Linked DNA regions of Rattus norvegicus: region 1 is linked to region 2. Evidence: chromatin contacts called from public Hi-C data. All regions are on one chromosome and are shown on one strand. The core of a region is the stretch at or near the end of the contact, and the rest is flanking DNA. Distances in the headings are between cores, read along the strand shown. Region 1 holds the start of Zbtb21 (zinc finger and BTB domain containing 21). Region 2 overlaps C2cd2 (C2 calcium-dependent domain containing 2).

Region 1 (3,926 bases), core at 827-3,326, 84 kb after region 2:
ATCTTTTATCTCTCCTTTACTTGGCCACTTTGTACAGAAGGATTCAGATAGAAATATAAAGCTTTTGCCACTTGCCTCTGCACATCCCTCTGCAGTAACCCCACGGTGATTTCAATGCATCAGCTTTTATATGTGAACCCCTCAGAGGACCCCATTTGCTCCCCCGGAAAGCCTTCATTTCCACTTTTGGATTCCTAGCATCGGACTTGGCAGGTGTCTACCACGTAAAGAAAGCTCACTAGACCTGAGGCTTGGACTTGTTCATCTTCATCTCTCCAGAGTTCGTAGAACCCAGCATGGGGTGTTTTCTCAGCCTCTCCCGAGCTTTTGTGGCTGTATTAATAATTGAACTGACTCTACCTATTTCTGCTCAGACTTCAAGCTCCAGCCCCTTCCTTCTGAGCAGATCCATCTCTGATCACACTTGTCCTGCATGGTATGGTACTCGTGATCCACATTCTCACACCTGCTTGTCTCCAATCATCACCTTCCTAGGTTGGGTGATGCCAGCCATCTCTCTTCTGGCAGAAAATTCTTTCCTTTGCCCTTTGGCTAATCTCTCAGACCTGTAAATCCAGCCCTCAACCAGCTCTAGTACTGGGACAACTAAAATGGCTTCTCAGTTATCTCTTTCTCTAGAGCCCTCTATGCTAACTCTCTTGTTGCTTTTACTGTTCTCATACCTAATATTCTCTACTACATACTACTGTCAATTCCTCAAGGGACAGTTTCTATTGACAATTTATATTTCCTAAGAATGACACTGCCTATACCTTCAATAAACAGTAAATAAAAACGCTATGCTGTTTAAGTGCATCTGCTGAATTAAAGAGTCACTTTTAAGTAAGCCAAATTTCTACTTTAAAGTCAATATTTAGGGGTAAGGTTAAGGGTAATGATTAATCACCAGACATGGAGGAGGGTTTTCAGTGGAAACACTAACATGGATTAACCTACTTTTGCCCTCTGAAACAAGGTGGGAGGACCATGAAACAAACCCAGGAACTTATGACTCAGGGTCATGCTTATGAACAATCACCAGACTATGCTGTAACACAGATGTCGAAGGACGTAGAAGCGATTGGAGTTCATGCACCACACAAAATTTCCAAGCTTCAAAGGGCTGCTCAGTGTCCCCCCCAACATGGCCCCTGTGTCGGGCAACCTTAGGGAGTACCTGCTTAAGGCTCTCTGTACACGTGCTGCAGTGTGCGGTTCTCCAGAACCAAGAGCCTCAGGGACGCACAAGTGCATGGTTACAAGGTGCAGTCTCTGCAGAGGGGCACTCAAAGGTGCTCCAAATAACCAAGCCTGTGAGATGGGGAGACCCGGCCAAGATGTGAGCTGTAGGGAGGTCTTCCGTGCTATGTCCCCGGAGGAGGGTCTTTTTCCTAAGAAAAGCCTCGGGCCCGAGGGTCGGGGTGGGGAGTACGATAAGGTCTGCATGGGCTAAGGAGGTGGCCGCGGAGGTGCTGGCTGCCAGGCTGTCACGCTCCAGCCGCGGCAGGTGTGGGTGCCGCCACCGCCCACCAGTTTCCCGGCCCCGCGCGAGCGCGCGCCACCCAGCCCAGAGAGCGCGCCCTTGCCCGCAGCCGCGTCTCAACGGCTCTGCTGTGGCCAGCGCCCCAGACCCATACCGCGGTTACTCAGGCCGCCCCGGCCAGGGTGAGTAGCTCAGCGGCCTGGAGGCTGAGCATGCGTAGGAGCGAGGGTGAGGCCAAATGCGGGCACAGAGCATGCGCAGTGCAAGGACACATAGGGCTACGTGGGAGTCTGGGCATGCTCTGTAAGGACCGCGGCCCCGCGCACGCGTAAAAGGGCCCGACGCCCGCAACCCACTGGTGGAGGAAAAAAAGGAGAGAAATCACCTCAGAGTTACGTCAGGAAAGGCCGCGTTTTGCAGAGAGGCCGTAGCCCGGACAGGGCCCGACGTCCTCCTAGGGCGCGGAGCGTGACGGTTACTCACCGCTCTTCAGCCCTGGGGCAGGCGCCAAGCCCCTTTCCGCTCACACTCCGCTCGCGCAACCCGCAGCCTCCGCTGCCGCTGTGATTCCATCCATCTTGAATTTGACGTCATCCCACACCAGGGATGAGGTCATCGCAGGCAGCGCTCGTCACGTGCGTGGCGCTGGGATTGGGTGTCGATCGGCTGGGGGCGGGCCGGGGGCGGGCCTGCGGGAGCGCGGCCGCGTTGGGTCCCGCGCTTGGGTGCCTCTCCGGTGAGGCGCGTTCACGAGCAGTGGAGCGCAGGGACGCCCGAGGGTAGGCGTGTGGTCATGGGAAGCCCCTGAATGGGGAGTTATCGGAAAATAGCTCATCCCCATTTCTTCCTCCTGGGGAAAGCCGCAATGCACAAGTTGGGCCCCCAGGTTTCCCTTATTCGTTCTGTGGCTTTTTCAAACACATGTCCAAAACTTACCTTTTTAAAATGGTGTTGAAGCTGGGCAGGGTGGTGCATGCATATAATCCCAGCACCCAGGACACTGAGGCAGAATTCCTGTTAACTATTCTAAACTACAGAATGAGGCCCTGGCTCTTTTCAAAACAAAAGACAAAGAAAATGCAACCTTTTTCTTGCAACACCAGCTCTCTTTTAGCCTCTTTGCATGAAAATTACAGTTCCATTTGTCAGATGACTGTAAGCCAAAACCAGACAACTGGGTAACAAATGCCAAACTACCAATCACAGCTGTGAAGAAAGGGTCTCTAGGTCACAGAAGTTTTCTAGAGCCTGGAATATAGCAGCAGACAGTCTCGACAAGTGAAAATTCTACAACAGACTTTAAAAATGCCTACATCTTAAATTAGGTGCTCTATGTTTCAGGAAGTGTGTGATTTTCAAATCTGCTTCTGAAGGTGGGTTTTAGCTACATGAACCAAGGTAAAACTCAATGAAAAGCTCAATGAAGTGTGTGAGGGTTATGTGGGAGAAGGAATCTTGCATTAGCTAGATCCAAATTGGGGTGGGGTGGGGGGGGGCTCCAAATGAATAACTGAATATTTAATGTCTTTCAAGAGTATGCCCTTTAGAATTTCACACTAAATATTCTCTTTTGCAATCATTCAAGAGTTTTTTAAAAATGTCTTCGTACTTTGAATTGTATGGCAGTTAAAGCAAGAGGTGGTCTTGTAAAGAGGGCTTTCAGAGGACCGCCTGCAATGAGGTTGCATGTGCATGCACCATTGCGCCTCTTTTTTACATGCAGAAAATCAATATGGAGCTGCAGAGCCTGTGGCCTAGAGAAAAGCCAGATTCGCTTGTTTTTTAACCACATGGAGTGCAAAGCAACCTCCCTCCAACTGTTTCCTAGCTCATTTGCTGTGTCCCCAGTGCCTGCTGCCTGTACACGGGGCATGTTCAACCAATCTCTGAGTCTGACCTAACTGCCAAATACAACAGAAACCTTTGGATCTTTCGTACACCTCTGGCTTAATGATGTTTTATTGGTTCCTTCTTCAAACTTAGTGGCAGGGCTGTGTCATGATGATAATGGACTTAAAAACTGTATGCTAGCCCCAAATAAATGTTTTCCTTTGTAAGAGTTGCCTTGATCACAGTGTCTCTTCACAGCAATAAAACCCCAAGACACAGACCTAACCTAGAATGAAATGTTTTGATCAGTAACTTGTCCCAAGCCTATTTTTCTCTTCATAGTACACTTACATATTTGCAACACATGAAAGCTCATTACTCTCCTTTTCTGACCTATGCAGCCCTCACTATTCTACAAGGTAGGGTCCACATTCTACTCTTAATTCTAACTTTTTTAATATATTTAATTAATTCTAAATTTAGAAGTTAAAATAATTAATTCTAACATATTTTTTCCAGATATTATCTATCTGGAAAAACAACTTAAACATCTCCTTAAAGTTTTAATCAATTACCCTTTCTAAAATGATTTAAATAGAACCAGGCATTGTGT
Region 2 (3,908 bases), core at 649-3,148:
CTCCGCATAAAGTAGAAGCAGACAGGAGCCACATGTAAATGAACAGGCAAGGCCTGGTTCTGGTAAAACTTTATTTTCGGAAACAAAGGAAGGCCACTGTTATCTACAACTTGACTCCAAGTAGTTATGAGCTTCTCACCGATATGTCTGTTTGAGGCTCACATGTTTTTGTTTATAAGGTAATGCTCTTTCTCAAGAGGGCTATGTGAAATGGCAAAGGCCAGCAGACAAAAATAATTTGTTGGCAGAGGAGATGGTACAGTAAGTAAAGGCACCAGGTCTAATGATCTAACCTGAGTTTGATCCCTGGAACCCAGTGGGAGAAGGAGAGAACAGATTCCTGCAATTGTCCTCTGACCACCACATGCGCTCTCTCTGTCTCTGTCTCTGTCTCTGTCTCTGTCTCTGTCTCTGTCTCTGTCTCTGTCTCTCTCTCTCTCTCTCACACACACACACACACACACACACACACACACCTACACAAAGAGACAGAAAGAGAGAGAGAGAGAGAGAGAGAGAGAGAGAGAGAGAGAGAGGAAAAGAAAGTTTTTAAACATTGAGAAAATTTTGACCTCACAAAGGCATATAACTCCTTTTCCCTCCAAAAGTGGCTGACACAGATCAGTAATCCATGGCAGCCGATAAAAGCTATTAAGAGCTGGCCCTTCCGGTGTCATAAATGTACCAATTGCTGCTGACGGAGCCTGCATGCTTTGTCATCTGCTCATTCCTTAGCTCCATCAGATAAGTTCTTTCTTTTTAAAAAATCTCCACTTGACAAGATGCCAGGCCATCAGGTAGGTGGCTAAGTGGAGAGGGCTTTTATCCCCCAGCGAGTTAGCTCTTCTAGCTTATGCTGTTCTGCTAAGGCAAAATTAAACATGACAAAAGGAGGTCCAGGGTGTAGCTCAATGATACAGCACCTGCATAACATACATAAGGCCCTGGGTTTGATTCCCAGAACTGCAAAAGCAAATGAAGGAACCAGGACAATAAAATCGTTTTAGGAGCAGGACATCGGCCATGGCCACAGGCCACAGGGACTGGTTTCTACAGTCACACACTTGGCCCCAGGGCTGGGCTCAGCCACTCCTTGCTTTTTAGGTGGAAGCTGGAGATCAAACTCAGGTCCTCACACTGACTTATGAACAGGAAGATACCTGTTCAACATGTTGATTACCTGAAAATAACCCTAAGATTACAGAGTTGGTACTATCACAGCTTGAATGTAAAGTGTCCCCCAGAGGCCAGTGTTTAGAGGGCCTTCTGAGATGGCAGTGCTACTCTGGAGCTGTAATACCTTTGAGGATGAAACCTTGATACCCTTGAAGGTTAGCCTGGGCTCTGGTTCCAAAACTTCCTCTCTGCTCCCTGGTTAGCCATCATGTGAGCAGGCTCTGTCACACACTCTGGCTACAGTGCATTTACTTATCAAACAGTGAGCTAAAACAATCCTTTCCTCCCTTATACTGTTTCTGTCAGATCTTTTTGTCATAGTGATACAGAATATACAAAAGAGCTAATCCAGAAAATTGGTACAAAAGCAGGTTATTGTATTTGTGAAACCTATGTGGTTTGGTTCTTTGGAACTGACTTGTGGGAAGAATGTGGAAGGGTTTGGAGATGTGAACTAGAAAAGCCCCTGAAGAGGCTCTCACAAAATGACACAGGCTACTGCCATTGCTCACTGTAACTAGAAGGTGAGACCTACTGCTGAAGACATGACACACTTTCAGTTAGAACACAGAGAAAGCTGGAACTGACCTGAAAATCTCCTCCCTGCTAGAAGGTGCTATGCAGGCAGCTGGGGGAGAAAAAGAATCAGTGGGCTTACACAGCGGAAACTGCATTCCTCTGCACTGAGCTGACAGGCAAGACATATTTCCTAGTGCAATAGCAGCATGACTGCTACACGATAACCTTCTGCCTTTTGGATGTGAAGTCAGCTACACAGGAAGGAATTAACTCCTGATCCTACAAAGCTGGTCAAAAGCCCAGGCTTGGGAAGGGGCTGTCTACTGTGGCTTTGCTCAATGGACATTGGTCAGAAACATTTGTTTTCATTCACATTACTGTTTGCCTCAGCTTTAGTCAGAGAAGCCCCCTTTGGCAGTGGTCAATGCAGAAACTCATAAAAGAAAATATCTGGCCTCCCCAAGACTCAGGGAACACTCTGGAAGAAAGGGAGGAAAAAGCTAGAGGCTAGGAAAGAGTGCTGTAAACTGCTGTCCTCTGGACATGAACTGGCCTTTGTACTCATGAAGCACAGCAGCAGCGATTACTTGCACAAGATCAAGTCAGTCAACATTCCACATGCATGAGTGGGTTCACAGTCCCTGTTCCTAGCTGAAGGGCTACCGGAACTTGATGGCTGCTAGGAATGGGAAGTCATTTTTCTTCAAGGATTGTAGTCACTGGTAAGTTACCCATGCTCTGGTGGATGTCCCCGTATACACACAGGGACTCAGTTTATAAAAATCAGAACGAGGCGCGAGGTGGGGGGATTGTGTTGGGGAAGGTCTGAGAAGACGGGGACTGGGGAGTCGTGGTGGATATGATCAAGATACACCATATCAAAACATAAAAATATTTTTAAAAATGAAGAAGAGTTCTAGAATACTGTGAGTAGACCTTATTTCTGTGGGTGTGTGGAAGACCTGAATGCTGAGAGAAGCACTGAGTTTGAAATGGGAACAAGGACTCCATTAGAACAGGATTAGAGATCCTCTGTGTTACATTGTGGCACAGAATTCAAAGGAATTCATAGCACAGCATTCAGACGATGGCATGGTTACTACTGGCTGCTTTAGTCAGGCTTACAGTGGGGCTGAGAATACAAATTAGAGCAGAAAGACAGGAAAAATGAAGTCTTTGGCTAGGAAAGAAGAATCTCTCAAACTGCCAGGTGGTCATAGTTATTCAAGCACCATTAGGAAGAAGTCAAATAGTATGTACTAGGACGTAGGAAGGAAGCTCTCAGGACATTTTAGGAATTGGTAAGACCCCTGATACCTCCAGCATATAAAACTACATATCCATTTGAAAGATACTCAAATGGGACTTCATAGAGAGATGTGTCACAGGTTCACTCATCGGGGACTCAGAAGCCACTGTGGTCATGATACAAGGAGGCCTAGCTACATAATCAGTGAAACTTAGGGTTGTCAGCATGGTGCTAGGTTTTCAAGCATGCAGCAAACAAGGGTTATGGGATCATAAAGGGTTGCACCTAGATTCAGGAAAGCATGTAGGGCCAAGTACTATTCATTCAAGGTTTCCTGTGGGGAGAATCTCATTGGGCGAAATCTCTGAAGATGAAGCCTAAGCTGAAGTAGAGACCCCAGGATGTTGGCAATGCCAGGACCGTAAGACAGGTCCCAAGGAAAGCTGTGGTAATGAGTGGAGCCAGGCCAAGAGACAGGCCACACGGCTGCAAATGGCAAAGGTCCAGGAGTGGAATTCTCTGTCTCTATTGGTGCCAGATCATTTCTACCACACGCATTAAATGCCAGACACAGGACTACAGCATTCAGTGTCCTTGTAGGGTTCAGTCTCCCTCTAGTCTAAAATTTCCTTCCATCCTCCCATTTCTCACTTCTGAATGGGCACAATTACTCTGTATGTACCCTTGCAGTCTGGAAATATCTAACTTTCCTTTTGATTTTACAGGAGCTCACAGATAAGCGACATCCCTGAGTCTCAAAAACCAAATTCTAAAACTTAGATCCTTTAAGAGCGTTTGGAACTATTAAGTTTATAGGGACTCTTAAAGTTAAACTAATTGCATTTTGCATTATAAGATGACTATGAACCTTTGGGCCAGAGTGCAATACTGTGGCTTAGATATCAAATGTCTTCCACAGGATCGTGTTCTGAACACTTGTTCCCCAGCCAATGGCACTATTTTG

The links. Hi-C and Micro-C count contacts between places; a contact is called where the count stands out from the background.
Region 1: a contact with region 2 is called in a Hi-C map of kidney, with 2.3 times the contacts expected there. The contact joins the promoter of Zbtb21 here to the enhancer-like site in region 2. A contact is called at or near these places in 3 of 12 Hi-C or Micro-C datasets (kidney and liver).

Annotation. Positions count from the first base shown.
Region 1 is chr11:50,794,280-50,798,205 of GRCr8, forward strand. Zbtb21 (zinc finger and BTB domain containing 21) reads right to left here and starts at 2,077. Exons shown (of 3, transcript NM_001401434.1): 1 at 1,869-2,077.
Region 2 is chr11:50,710,448-50,714,355 of GRCr8, forward strand. The region is part of intron 11 of C2cd2 (C2 calcium-dependent domain containing 2); the gene reads right to left. Among named protein-coding and RNA genes, the nearest start is that of Prdm15, 21 kb to the left of the region's middle. Within about 2 kb of position 1,899, at least 15 of the 93 cell types and tissues checked have an H3K27ac peak or open chromatin away from gene starts, as enhancers often do. A contact at or near this core is called in kidney and liver, where this site is marked.